Linked DNA regions of Gossypium hirsutum: all the other regions are linked to region 1. The links are chromatin contacts, called in public Hi-C maps. All regions are on one chromosome and are shown on one strand. Each heading gives the region's core, a stretch centred on a gene start, on an enhancer-like site or on the middle of the called end of the contact. The rest is flanking DNA. Distances are from core to core; before and after follow the strand shown. Region 1 holds the start of LOC107956994. Region 2 holds the start of LOC107957003 (probable inactive leucine-rich repeat receptor-like protein kinase At3g03770). Region 3 holds the start of LOC107956986 (B2 protein).

Region 1 (4,147 bases), core at 324-2,823:
TGGAAGGCCACTTCTTCACTTCAACAAGTGAAGTTATTGCATTTTAGGAGAACTTGTAACTTTGGGGTTTACTGCTTTTTCATTTTAAACCCAGAATTGAAATTGCATTGAAAGTTTCAAACATCCATAAAACTAGATTTACAGAACCTAATGTGCACGTGAATACACGTGAAGCTATGCATAATTTAAAAACAAAAAAATATGGGACTTAGGTTTGGAACATGGCATAGCAGACACATTTAAGGATCGTTTCTTGTCGAGGATAAATGTATGCTTCTCACGTGCGTGCACGTAAATGGACATCTCGTTTTTGTTTGAAAGCTCCTGGATGTAACAATTTGATCCAAAGATGAAACAGTGTGTGTAGAAAGAGGTTTCAGCTCAACAACTGTGAAATTAATTTGGGTTTTCTTCATCAGTCTTAACAACAATTGGTAGATTTAAATCACTATTTCTGATTAGCTCAACCAATAAACCATGTCTCCATAATATCATTCAATTATATTTGCAGGCCGGTTTGTACATACATAGAGCACTTCAGAAAGGTCATTATCACCAATAATCTCGAATCATTTTATTGAAGGTTCGAACCCACCATCTCACCTGCAAAACAAATCCACAAAGGCTTTAGCATGTCTTCATTGCTCTAATGCATGAACATGGTGTTCCCAAGGAATGGTACTCTTCAAGAAGTAACCAATGCAAAAAGGTTGTGGAATATTACAAGGTTTGACCTTTACTTACCCCAAGTAGCAGATATAATCACAATAATAACATAAAGGTCGCGGAATATTACAAAGTTTGAACTTTACTTACCCCAATTAGCAGATATAATCACAATAATAACTAAAGCAAAAAAGTGAAGACTATGTACCGAAAAAGTAAAGGAAAGAGCTTTACCAAAGCAATGAAACATACCCATCCTGCAGAAAAAAAGGTCCAGAGCTGAAAAGAAGATTAGAATTTAGAAACTCTTTTTCATATCTTAAGAATCCATGAAAAGCAAAGCTAAATGCTTTTACCATGATATCCGTGTGATGCCAGTCAGCTCCAAAGTCCCATTTTCTTTCTTGTTCATCAAATAGGGTCCAAGTTTTAGGCTTTTTATTATTGTTTTGGAGCCCAAGTTAAGTTTTGTTTGGATGGAAGGAAAGTGGATTTGCAGTCTTGGGCCTAAGAAAGCAAACACATATTCCCATTAATTGCTTTTTTTTGCTACAACCTCTTAAAGATTTAAGAAAGTGACTTGAAAGTGGGATTTGTTTAAACCACTAATCAAATTATAGTGAATCATTCATATGAATATCACATGGTTTGATCTCGAAAGTTCAAAGCTTGAAAGAAACAAAAAACGATCACGCCAGGCAGCCACATGGCTTGGCCGATCATAAATCTCTAATAAATATTTTCTCCATGATTCTTGATTGAAAAGCTTGATCGATTAAATATATTCCGAAGGGTATGATATTTTTAGTGAATGTGAAGCTCAAACAGACAGACAATGACAATTGGAAATGGTCGGTGTTGGCATACAAACAAAAGAGATATAATTCTTTCTTTTGATTAGAATTTTGTTATTGTTTTGATTTTCAAAAACTCTTATCTTTTGGTACTATAGCCACAACCATCCTCAGTGGGTTTTCCATATTCCATTTGCTTTCCTCTCTTTTTTATTTCTGTTTGGAATTTTCTAGCTAATCTAGGGACAGGTCGGATTTATGGTCCAATTTGATAATTTAAAATATATTTTATTATAAGAACAAAAAGTAATAAAAAGAAACTAATTCCAGCACTGCTTGCTAATTGTTGTGCTAACTCCCCTTTCAATTCAAGACTAAGCACTCTCTTGCAGAATCCATTTTTCCTTTTCTTTTTTAACATAACGCTAAAGAAAAAGAGCTCTCTTTCCTTTCTCTTCCATTTTCTTTTTGCTTCTGCCTTTTGGGTTGCACGGTCCATTGGCAAAATAAAAGAAAGTTTCTTCTTTTCTTAGTGGGATTCTGTGGTTCTAAAGAGTTGGAGACAGAGAGAGAGAGAGAGTGGGAGAAGGAAAAAAAAAAGAGATGGGTTCATGTGTTTCAGTGCATAAGAGCTCTCAAGAGTCTGCCATGAAACTTGGGCTTTTTATAGAGCCTAAAACAGATAGCCTTATCATTCCACCTTCACCTGTTAAAGAGAAACCTGCTGCTGCCAATGGTCACTTTGCACTTGAATCTCAATCTTCCTCTACTTTTAAAGATTTAGGTAATTGTTTTCTTTTTGGTTTTCTTGGTCTTGTTTTTGGAATTAGTTTGCTTCGTTATGAGATAAAGGCAATCTTTTTTTTTTTCTTGTCGTACACTTTTATCATAAATTGAGTACAAAGGTTTTTTTTTTTTTTTTTTTTCACATTCAGGAATGATCTTGATGTCTAGTAGACTATTTACCTTTTTAATAGAAGAAAGGGTTTTTTTTTTTCTGGCTTGATGAATAATGATGCTTCCAATTATTGATTTTTATGATTATGTTTCAATCTATGCCATGAATGATATGCCTAATGAAATTGGTTTTAGCTTTGTTGATTGTGAGATATAAACATGGTGGCTCTTTTTTTTTTTTTTTTTGGTTTTCTTATAGTTGTGGGGTCTTGTTATTGTTTCATAGCACAATAGAGTATGGCGTGGTGACATTTCAGAGCATTTTCACCGTTGTATTACTGCAAGTTCATCTATCTTAGCTTAAATTTATTTATTAGAGTTGAGATTTCTTTTATAAGTAAAAAAAAGTTCATGTTTACTAGTTAACTCCATTTCCCCCCTTCCGTTTCATATGAGATTTGTTAAAGAGAAGTAGCTTGTCTTGCAAGAAAAGTCTTCCAGTATTGTAGTTTTTGCAAAAAAAGATATCTAATATCAGATGTAATGAAGCCAACTATTCCTAAATCTCTGAAGTTTTAGGTTCTAAGTTAGACTTTTGGGGTGGATCTTTATTCAGATGGATTGAAACGCCCTTGTTCAATACCTTACCTTGTGATGTGGAATAGTAATAGCATAAAGACATGTCAGCTATTTTAAGATTTTGTCTGATTTTTGAAGGAGCACATTATAGGGGCCCATTTTTTAATTTCTGTATATAGAGAGCAGTACACATCCTATTGTAGATTTGTCAGCCTCTGATGGAAAGCTTGTTGATGCATGGACCACACCTAGATATTATGAAAGAACAAAGAGTTTTAAGGTTTTTCCAAGGACATTGGTGTAAATAATTTGATATTAACATGTATATAGAAAGACCAGAAAGGCAATTTGTGGACTATCTGGGTACCATTCATACTTGTTTATGAGTCACAGGGTTGCTGGTAGTGATGTTATATTTGTAGAATATCAAAGAGGTTACATCCTTGTACATTGTGATGATGTAGTTCTTAAATCAACTTCATCCTTTTTAGCAATCTAAATACCTTGAGCTAAACTGTTCATTTGTTTTGCAGGTAGTAAAGATGAAACTTTTTTTGATTCCCGAGCGTATCTCGATTCAGATTGTGAGGATGATTTCGTTAGTGTCAATGGGGGTATGAATATAATAAAATTTTGAATTCATTGATCTAGCAAGCTTATATAATGGTCATAAATGGAGAAGCTTTCATGACATAAGTTAGGTTGTTTGTGATCATTTGTGATAATGTTGCCTTGGATGTTTTATGAATATATACCAGAGCAACTGTATAGTCCTTCCTGCTCTAATATCAAATCATTTTTCGAAATGTTTGTATGTTTCTGTGCAGATTTTACTCCTCCTCATAGTAATACCCCAGTTCATCGGAGCTTCTTTGTGGGGACATCTCAAGTTAACAAAGTCGGTGATGATGGATCTCCAGGGTCAGTTTCTGAAACATCCCCATCAGGGAAGAAAAAGAAGCTGGTTGAACTATTCCAAGAGAGCATTAGGGATGACCATGATACTACCGAGCCAAATACCTCAAGCAACCAGGACACTGCCACTGAAAAGATAGTCAAACCAACTATCCAAGACATACTACCTCCAAAATCCGTAGATGGTACCCCTTATGTCTCTGGAGCTAACTCCTGCTGCAGTAGTGAAAGGACTGTGAATGGAGATAACCCTATCTTTAAAGAGAAGCCATTAAGATCTGTACAGTGTTGCCTTC
Region 2 (4,194 bases), core at 465-2,964, 180 kb before region 1:
TCATATGCATTATTTGATTTTTATCATAGTAGTACAATTTATTCTTGGCAGAGATGGAATTTAAATGGGAGAAGTAAGAACTGAAGTATGGCCGTAAACGTGGTATCCGCTGTGGATTTGTCCCTCATATCGGTCAACTGGAGTTTTATAATCTTATGTGCCATTATTCAATGGCATAGCACTAAGAGCCTTCGATCTTTAGTGTGTCGTTTTGTATGATCATATATTTAAACTGCTATATGTAAATGATCCAAATGGCATTTTTTTTTTTTACCATATCTCATTCCTGCTTTTTAAGAGGAAACTACCTGAATTTGCCAGCACTTAGGGAGATACAAAGAGGCATCTTCATTCATCCCATGTTTTCTCTTGGAAAGCGTACTTTTAATCTCTTAATATGTGGTTGGCTTGCAAGGTGTAAAGGCTTGCAAGGTGTAAAGGCTTTAGCTTGAAAATGGTTGGCAGCTTTAGTTGCTTTGACCTTTTGAGAGTCATTTGTTCGGTCAAATGGATAAAGGTAGAAAATTTGAACAAAAACAATGGGGGTAGAAATAGTAAGCAATGCAACGAAATCCCCCCCCCCGGCGCCCCGGTCCCTTTTTTCTTGGGGTTCACAATGTCTGATTGTACAGGGGTAAATTTTCTTACATTCTGTTTACTATTTCTTGTATCTTTGTTTTGGCTTTTGATGTGGGAAAACAAGGTCGATCTGCCCAGTAGCCTGTAGTTTGTATGTCATTTGCTGCATATTAAAAAGAAAAGCATTCTTTGAAATTTGAATGTCAGTCTCATTTTCGTAGGACTTTTGAAACTTTAACTGAACATCGCCCCCCCCCTTTTCCCCAATAAATAAATAAATAAAAACTGCCACTGCCACTAGATAAAGGTACAGGAGAGAGAGGCAGACAAGCTACAAGCAATCCAACACCAGTAGAAGATAAAGGGCTTAAATCAATGTTATGTTTCTTTGATTTTTGGGAGTCTTTGACCCTTCAAGATACTGCTTGTAGGGTATAGGAATTGATACCAGTAAAACTTAGCAATCTGTTTGTCAATGTCATGTTTTTGCTATCTCTAAACTGATGAGAAGATATTTGCAATGACGTTTATGGAGGAGGATGGCCTTGACCGAGTCAGAAGCCACCTGCTGCATCGTCCCCCCCCAGCCAACCTCTTTTTCCAATTAATTCTTATGAGGTGGGTTGTGAAGTGGGGATTCTGGCTTTTGGTGATTCAAACTCAAAGCATGGGCAGTTAAGGTGTTGTATAGCATATCTATACTATAGATTCCATGGCTAAGCGTAAACATTTAGCAAAGTGATGTTTGTCTACAAGTTGCTTTTATTCCCATTAATTAAGCCCTTTGCTTTAGATCTTCTCTGTAACTAGTTTTAGTTGCACGAAAGCACATTGAAAACTTGCTTTCATCTTTTTCCCATACTCGGTAAATTTCTTACTGTTGAACATTAACACATGAACTTCAGGTTCAGATTTCACGTATGATGGCATCGTTATACATATCCAAAAACTCCAAGGTGAATTAGCAATATAACCAACAAATAAATGAAAACTACTACTGGTATTTAATTATACAGTATTATCTCTCTTTCCATCTCTGCATTTCTTAAGCATTTTTTTTTTCTGGTTACATATAACACAGTCCCCACTTAGCTTTGTCACTTATTTCAAGAAAAAACAAAGATCTAAACCATTAATGCACCTGTCCCTATTAAATTGCCTTATCAATTTTATACGCCCTTTACAACTACCACCTCCCATTATATTTGCAGCCACGCCATCAGGCAGAAGACTTGTCATTCCACTTCTCTTTAATATCTCACTTGCATAAACAGTACTTGCATTTACAGTAACTTGGCCAAAGCATATTAAAATTAACACTTGCATTGCTGTTCGCTTCAAGGTCCTTTCTAAACCTTGTTGTGGTTTTTGGGGGGTTGTTTGTTTCCTTAGAAAGTTGCTGTAGAGAGAGATGTTCATTGGATCATGAGAGTTGCTTGTTTGCCAGTGCTCTCTTGTGTTTCTCTTCACTGGGATTCTTTTCTTTTTCGACTGAAGTTAAAGAGTAGAACTTTTTCTTGGGAAAAACACCATCTTTAGTCTTCCAGATTCCTTTTTCTTCAGGTTTTCCTCCTGCTTTTGCTTCAATTTCAGCTTCCTATGCTTTTAAGTGTGCTTTTGAATATGGATAAGTGTAAATTACTGTCAAAAGTCCTCCTTAACACACAACCAATATTTGCAGTTCTCTGCTCCAGTGAAATTTATCTTCTGGCGTTTGAAATTTGAGATTAAACCTTCAGGTAAAGCATTGCTTATGAACCTTCCTTTTGCAAGGTCTGTTTCAGATTCTTTTTGCATTTAACGTTCCTGTTTTAATTTTAGGGCTTTTATCCACTTCTTTAGACAACAACTGGCGTTTGTAGCTTCTCCGAGCTTGTTCAATGGGTTACTTTTACTTGCTTGTTCTTGTATTGTTTTCAAGGAGTTGCTTTTTCCAAACTACTAAAGGATTGCAAGCTTATCAAGCTCAACTTTTTCTGCAAATAAGGAAGCATTTAGAGTATCCTTCACAGCTGCAAATTCTAGATAATTACAATGGGAGCCTCTGTGACTTGGCTGCAACGGCACATATGATGATATCTTGCCAGGACAATTTTGTCACTGAGCTTAAGATTAGGGGAGATAAACTTGCAAATGTTAGTGGGTTCAATGGATATGCAATTCATAATAAAACATTGTCTGAGACATTCTCCATTAATTCTTTAGTTACCACATTGGCAAGGTTAACCAGTTTAAGGGTGCTTAGTTTAGTGTCTCTTGGGATTTGGGGGCCTCTTCCTGATAAGATTCATAGGCTATATTCTCTTGAACTTTTGGACTTGAGCTCCAATTTCATGTTTGGCTGTATACCCCCTCAGATATCTAGAATGGTTAAGCTTCAAACTCTAACATTGGATGGCAATTACTTCAACGACACTATTCCTGATACATTGGATTCTTTATCAAATCTTTCTGTTCTAAGTTTGAGGGGCAACCATTTGAAGGGCCAGTTTCCTTCTTCAATATGCAGAATTTCAAGCCTAACAGATATTGCCTTGTGCCATAATAAGCTTTCAGGGGAACTGCCTGATTTCAGTAGCTTAACTCGCCTGCGAGTGTTGGATGTAAGAGAGAATCAATTCGATTCCCAACTGCCTGTCATGCCACGAGGATTGGTTACTGCTCTTCTGTAAGACTTATTCATTCCCGCACAAGTTGGCATATTGACTCATCTCCAGCACCTTGACTTGTCTTTCAATCATCTGAGTGGGACACCCCCCTTTGCCTTGTTTGATTTGCCAAACATCAGTTATTTGAATTTGGCATCAAATATGCTGAGTGGTTCACTTCCAGAGCAAATAACTTGTGGTAGCAAACTTGGGTTTGTCGATATTTCTAGTAACAAGTTGGTTGGTAAGCTTCCTTTTTGCTTGGACAATACATCAGACAAGAGAGCAGTAAAATGTGGTGGGAATTGCTTGTCCATTGAAGGTCATCAACAACATCAAAGTTCATATTGTAAAGAAGCAAACACAAGAACAAGTGGAAGAAAAATAGCATTATTAATTGCTATTGTAGTAGGATCTATTCTTCTTCTGATGATCTTGGCATTTGGGGTTCTTTTTCTGTCTCGAAGATGCTTCCAAAGGAAAACTCTCGAAACTCATATACAGCAAAAGGCAGTTCAGGAGAACCCAACAACCGGGGTTTCACCTGACATTCTTGCAAATGCTAGTAAGCAATAAAGGTCAACTTCATATTGTAGTAACTTATTAGAAGGGAATTCATCATGATTTCTATCACTATTTTATAGTGTTTCAAGGTGAAGATTGAGTTTCTATGTTAATTATTAATTGTGCAATATCATTTGTCTAGGATTCATTTCTGAAGTTATGAAGCTAGGGACACAAGGTTCTCCGGTATCTCGACTGTTTTCCTCAGAAGAGTTGGAGGAAGCCACAAATAATTTCGATTCATCAATGTTTATGGGTGAAAGCCCTGCTGGGAAGGTATCCTCAAAAGTCAAAACTGAAGAACTTATCAAATTTAGATGACTTTGTTTTGTCAATCAAGTAGTTTCCAGAATTGAATGGAACCTTGGCACCAACACCATATCCTTGAAGTTTTGCCTTGGTC
Region 3 (4,433 bases), core at 238-2,737, 220 kb after region 1:
CAAATGAGATAACAGCAGCAAGTAAAAATTCTCAACTACTAAGGTTCATAATATAAACTAATTACGTGACAATTACATTTATGAGAATGGAAGTCTTCAAAAAGAACAACAATTACCAAATAGCTGACGCTTAAGATCTTCTTGCATTGTGTCATTATTGCAAACAAAGATGTATCCACCAAGCACCTCATTTCTAGGGAGTGTCTCGGTGGCAGGCAAAGTCTTGAACCTTTTATCGACAGCATTGTTTGCATTGCTGTTCTCGTTGTTGTTGGAGTTGGTGTTGCTGTTATTATTAATATCTTTGTTGCTATGGTTGTTGCCGCTATATTTGTTGGCAGACAGGTTCCCAATGTTGTGGCTGTTATTTTTCTGGTAAACAGCATCGGTGTTGTAAATACCATTTCGGAAGGTACTTTTGCTTACACTATCTCCGATCTTGGAGTCCAAGTTCAACATATTGAAGTTAAGGTTCTCGAATTTGTTGTCTTCATGGAACCCAAATTTATCCCTTGTCCTTACTTCAGCTGGACCCTTTGAAAGATCGAGATTGTTCATTCGCTCACCCTTTATCCTCGTCTGTTCAGCCAGTTTGGAGGCAACCATCAACCATTTGTGATCCTCTGAGGCTTTAGATTGTCCCCGGAGATCATCTCCTAACTGCCAAAAGCTATTCATGCTTTCCATCTTGCAGATCCTAATAAGAGAGGATAACAGAATTTGAAAAGATTTGTCAATTACAAAACAAGACATAGGAGAAAATTGGAGACAATTAAGTCACCAATTGATAAGCAAATCTTAAGCATCAATGAAGGAGATTCAATTTCTACCAACAGCCACAATAACCCAAAGAAAAGAAAACCAAGAATCAGCACATGAAATCCAAGCAAACGCTGGAAAATTCCCCATTTCCTTTCCCACCATTTTCTCAGCACACAAACAAAGCCCAGAAATCCTAAAACTCTTGAAGTCAACTTCACATGACACAAACAACAACCAAATTTTATCCCAATAAGAACACCCCCCCCCAAAAAAAAAGAAAGAAAAGAAAAGAAAACCCAAAAATATAATCACCTTTAAAACAATACCCAAAAATTCAAAATCATCCATCAATAAAAATCAAACAAATAGTACGGCATTTAACAAAGAACCAAAGAAATAGATGCAGACTTTACCAACTAAGCAAAATACAATTTCAATGTTTAGCATTAAAGATGCAGATTTAAAAGTATTTTAGAAGCTAAGAACTCCAGATTTGGGATCCAAAAGAGAAACAAAGAGAGTCCCTTTTTTTTCTTTCTTTCTTTTTATCTTTTTTACCTTTGCTAGCTGTGAAGTGAAACCCGCAAGACACGGCACAGAGGGGGACAGCGAGAAATTATGTAAGAAGGGATTTTCATTGTATTTATAGAATTATGTGACGAGAATGCCCCTCATTACTTGAGTATTTACTGTCTTTTGCCAGTTTGGTTTTTACCGTTTTTCTTACGAACTTTGTGTCAGTGTCTTAAAATTAAGGAAGTGCAGTGCTGGTGAAGTTCTCGTTTCCTACGCGCCTCAGTGTCCGCGTGTAAAAACATTTTATGTTTTTAAAAATATAATAATCGTAAAAATATTTACTTCCAAGTAAATTTTCTTATCCGATCTATCTCGAATTTTGTCAAAAAAATATATTTTTCTCGTATTATTTCTATTGATTATTTATTTAATAAAAAATATTTTAAATGTTTTATGTATGATATATAAATTTTTAATTAAAAAAAATCATGTGAGTGTTTGAGATTAATGTCTCTCAAAATAATTCAAAAGTTTACAAATATTTATTAGAAAATATGAAGTTCGCTTTTAAGTGTTAAGGAAGTGCATGCTTCTCTAGTATTAGAGCTGTTGAGTGATAATTTTCATATTAAGTATTGATAATTTATTGAACAGTTTGAATAAGATATGATGAACATATAGACAACATCTAGTCTGTCAATGAATATCATATTACTTAATAAACTCATATTGAAAATTAGATCGAATTAAATCATTCAAGTTAATCCCTTACAACATGGACATTTGGATTGGATTGGAACTCTATGTGATTAGTTGCCAAGAGCCCACATTTGTTTTATTGTTATTATATTGTAAATTCTTTATTGTATTATTATTGTAATGGGGTTATTATAAATCTTCTATGTTAGCAAGTCTCGAACATAATCTATTTAAGGAAGAGACTTGTATAGCTTTTTGTAACTGGAATTAAGAGCACTAAATCTGTTCAAGTGAGGAACTTTTCTATGAGTGCATATTGATAATAAAACCTTTTGTGTTGTGATTTTATTTGCTGAACTCACAAGGGTGAATTTAGTGGTGAGAGTATCAGTCTTCAAGGTGCAAGGGTGAGAAAAATTATCATGAGGTGTGTGATAGATTAAGTTCACTTGTGTGTTTGTTTTGTTGGAAAAAATCTAGATTGAAAATGATTTTCTTGCACAGCGGAAAATTTAAAATTTGAAAACCGATTCAGTTTGTGATATTTATAGCAATAAACCTTGAACCGAAATCATACATATTTTTTCAGATAAAGGGATCCTTGATGTTTTCTAGCTTTTAACCAATCGATCTTCTTCACTACTCTCATACCACGATTTGCTTCAAGTGTGGGCTCGAACCAATTGAATCAAAACATAGAACTAGAAAAAGTTCTTTTTTACTTTTGGATGAAAAGGAAAATTCTTTCTTCAAAATAGAAACTGACAAAATTGTTATTTCGAATATATATAATAGTAAAGAATAAATTCTCTCTATTTTTTGACAGAGTAATAATATCTTGAAGTTGTGTAAATAAATTTATCGATTCCATCTATTTATAGGGAGAGAAGATAGAACCCTTGTTGAATTGTGGAAGTTTATTTCAAATAAAAAAACAACTTTCAGTCCAACTAGAAGAGGCAGAGGGGCTAATAAGGTGTGTTTCCCCTCATATGTATTATGATGTAGATTCAAGCCTCTCATTTTATTAAGCCCAATTATATGTGTTTTTTGGCCTTTTAACCCAACACTTCATAATTTAGTCCAACCCAATACATAATTTTCTATTTTCCAAAATAAACATTATTTTTCCAATTAAATAATTTTCTCATCCCAATTTTACACATTGTAAAATTATGACAATTTAACCCCTGTTAAAATTTACAAGAAAACATATTCAATATTTCACAACTCAACTTGTTCACTATGAGCAAATGGTTTATTTTTATTTTCAGGCTTTAAAACTACTAAAAAACATAAAATCATTCTTCTGGTCATTTCTGAGTAATCCATATATATATTTTCAAATAGATCATTTCTTATGTCCATTTCCATTTCCATATTTTGAGAAACCTACATTCATTTTCAAATGATTTCTTTTCTTCATTTTGGAGAAAACCATAACTATTTCTGAATGTTTTCCATTTCTCTATTTCTATTCATTCTGTTCATTTTCGGTTCAATACGCAATTCATTTTTGATTTCAACGAGCTTGTAGAGGGTCAGATTGGATATATATAATTAGAGCTCAAATGATTTATAATTAAGTTCTAGCTTTTTTCCTATTAATTATAAAATCATTTATTCATAAAGTCATTCTACTATAGTATCATGACTAAGCTCTCCCTAATGACACGCCATTACGAAATCAACTACTCAGTGCTCAACCAGTGACCTTGTCATAAGTGTGTTACCCTCATAGGATATCTTTAATCTCTCTGGGATTATATCAGTTCTCCCTATATAATCTTATTTAATCTCATGATAACCATTACATCTTCCTTCGTGAAAAGTCAATTACTATCAAATAGTAATTAAGTCATTCATCACAAAGACGAACGACTCATAACTATGTTTACTTCTAATCAGCCATGTAATGCCAATGAGAGGATATCATTTACTTATGTTTTGGGCTATGAATTCCACTATTGTGAATGGCGCTACATATTATAGAAGTCGTACACCCCACATACCAGCTTTTGATTCCTTTTTTATTCAAACTCAGACTTTTATTTACATCAAAGTGTACGAGTCACGCATACATAATCCGCCATCCATTCAAGATTTAAGTATGCCACACTATGAATGTCATAAGAGAATAAATCCATAAACAGATTCAGGATCTATTCTGCTTGGGTCCTGTCCAACTGCCAGTCCAGTCAGTCACATCTTTGTCTCTATCTTCTAGGAGTCATCCGCTCTAATGCTCAAGACAAGGCATCTCCCAAATTGGACTTGATAGACCATATATTAGTCTTTTAATCGATTTTCTCATTTTTTATTAGACTAAGGACATGTTTAGGTTCATCTACTAATATAAGATGTCTTTTTGTATCATGGTCTGACCACGTAATACTACTTAGTATTAGTTAAACATTAGACAACCAATAAGCAACATTTGCTTCCATCTTACTTTA

The links. Hi-C and Micro-C count contacts between places; a contact is called where the count stands out from the background.
Region 2: a contact with region 1 is called in a Hi-C map of hypocotyl, with 2.3 times the contacts expected there. The contact joins the promoter of LOC107957003 here to the promoter of LOC107956994 in region 1. A contact is called at or near these places in 7 of 34 Hi-C or Micro-C datasets (hypocotyl and leaf).
Region 3: a Hi-C map of leaf shows a contact between it and region 1, with 2.2 times the contacts expected there. The contact joins the promoter of LOC107956986 here to the promoter of LOC107956994 in region 1. A contact is called at or near these places in 2 of 34 Hi-C or Micro-C datasets (both in leaf).

What each region holds. Positions count from the first base shown.
Region 1 is chrA05:84,742,368-84,746,514 of Gossypium_hirsutum_v2.1, reverse strand. LOC107956994 reads left to right here and starts at 1,573. Exons shown (of 3, transcript XM_016892417.2): 1 at 1,573-2,244; 2 at 3,470-3,550; 3 at 3,764-4,147. The coding sequence starts at 2,064.
Region 2 is chrA05:84,923,231-84,927,424 of Gossypium_hirsutum_v2.1, reverse strand. It overlaps LOC107957003 (probable inactive leucine-rich repeat receptor-like protein kinase At3g03770), which reads left to right and starts at 1,714. Exons shown (of 9, transcript XM_016892427.2): 1 at 1,714-2,142; 2 at 2,261-2,318; 3 at 2,401-3,792; 4 at 3,934-4,067. The coding sequence starts at 2,460.
Region 3 is chrA05:84,521,469-84,525,901 of Gossypium_hirsutum_v2.1, reverse strand. LOC107956986 (B2 protein) reads right to left here and starts at 1,487. Exons shown (of 6, transcript XM_016892412.2): 1 at 1,321-1,487; 2 at 117-697. The coding sequence starts at 687.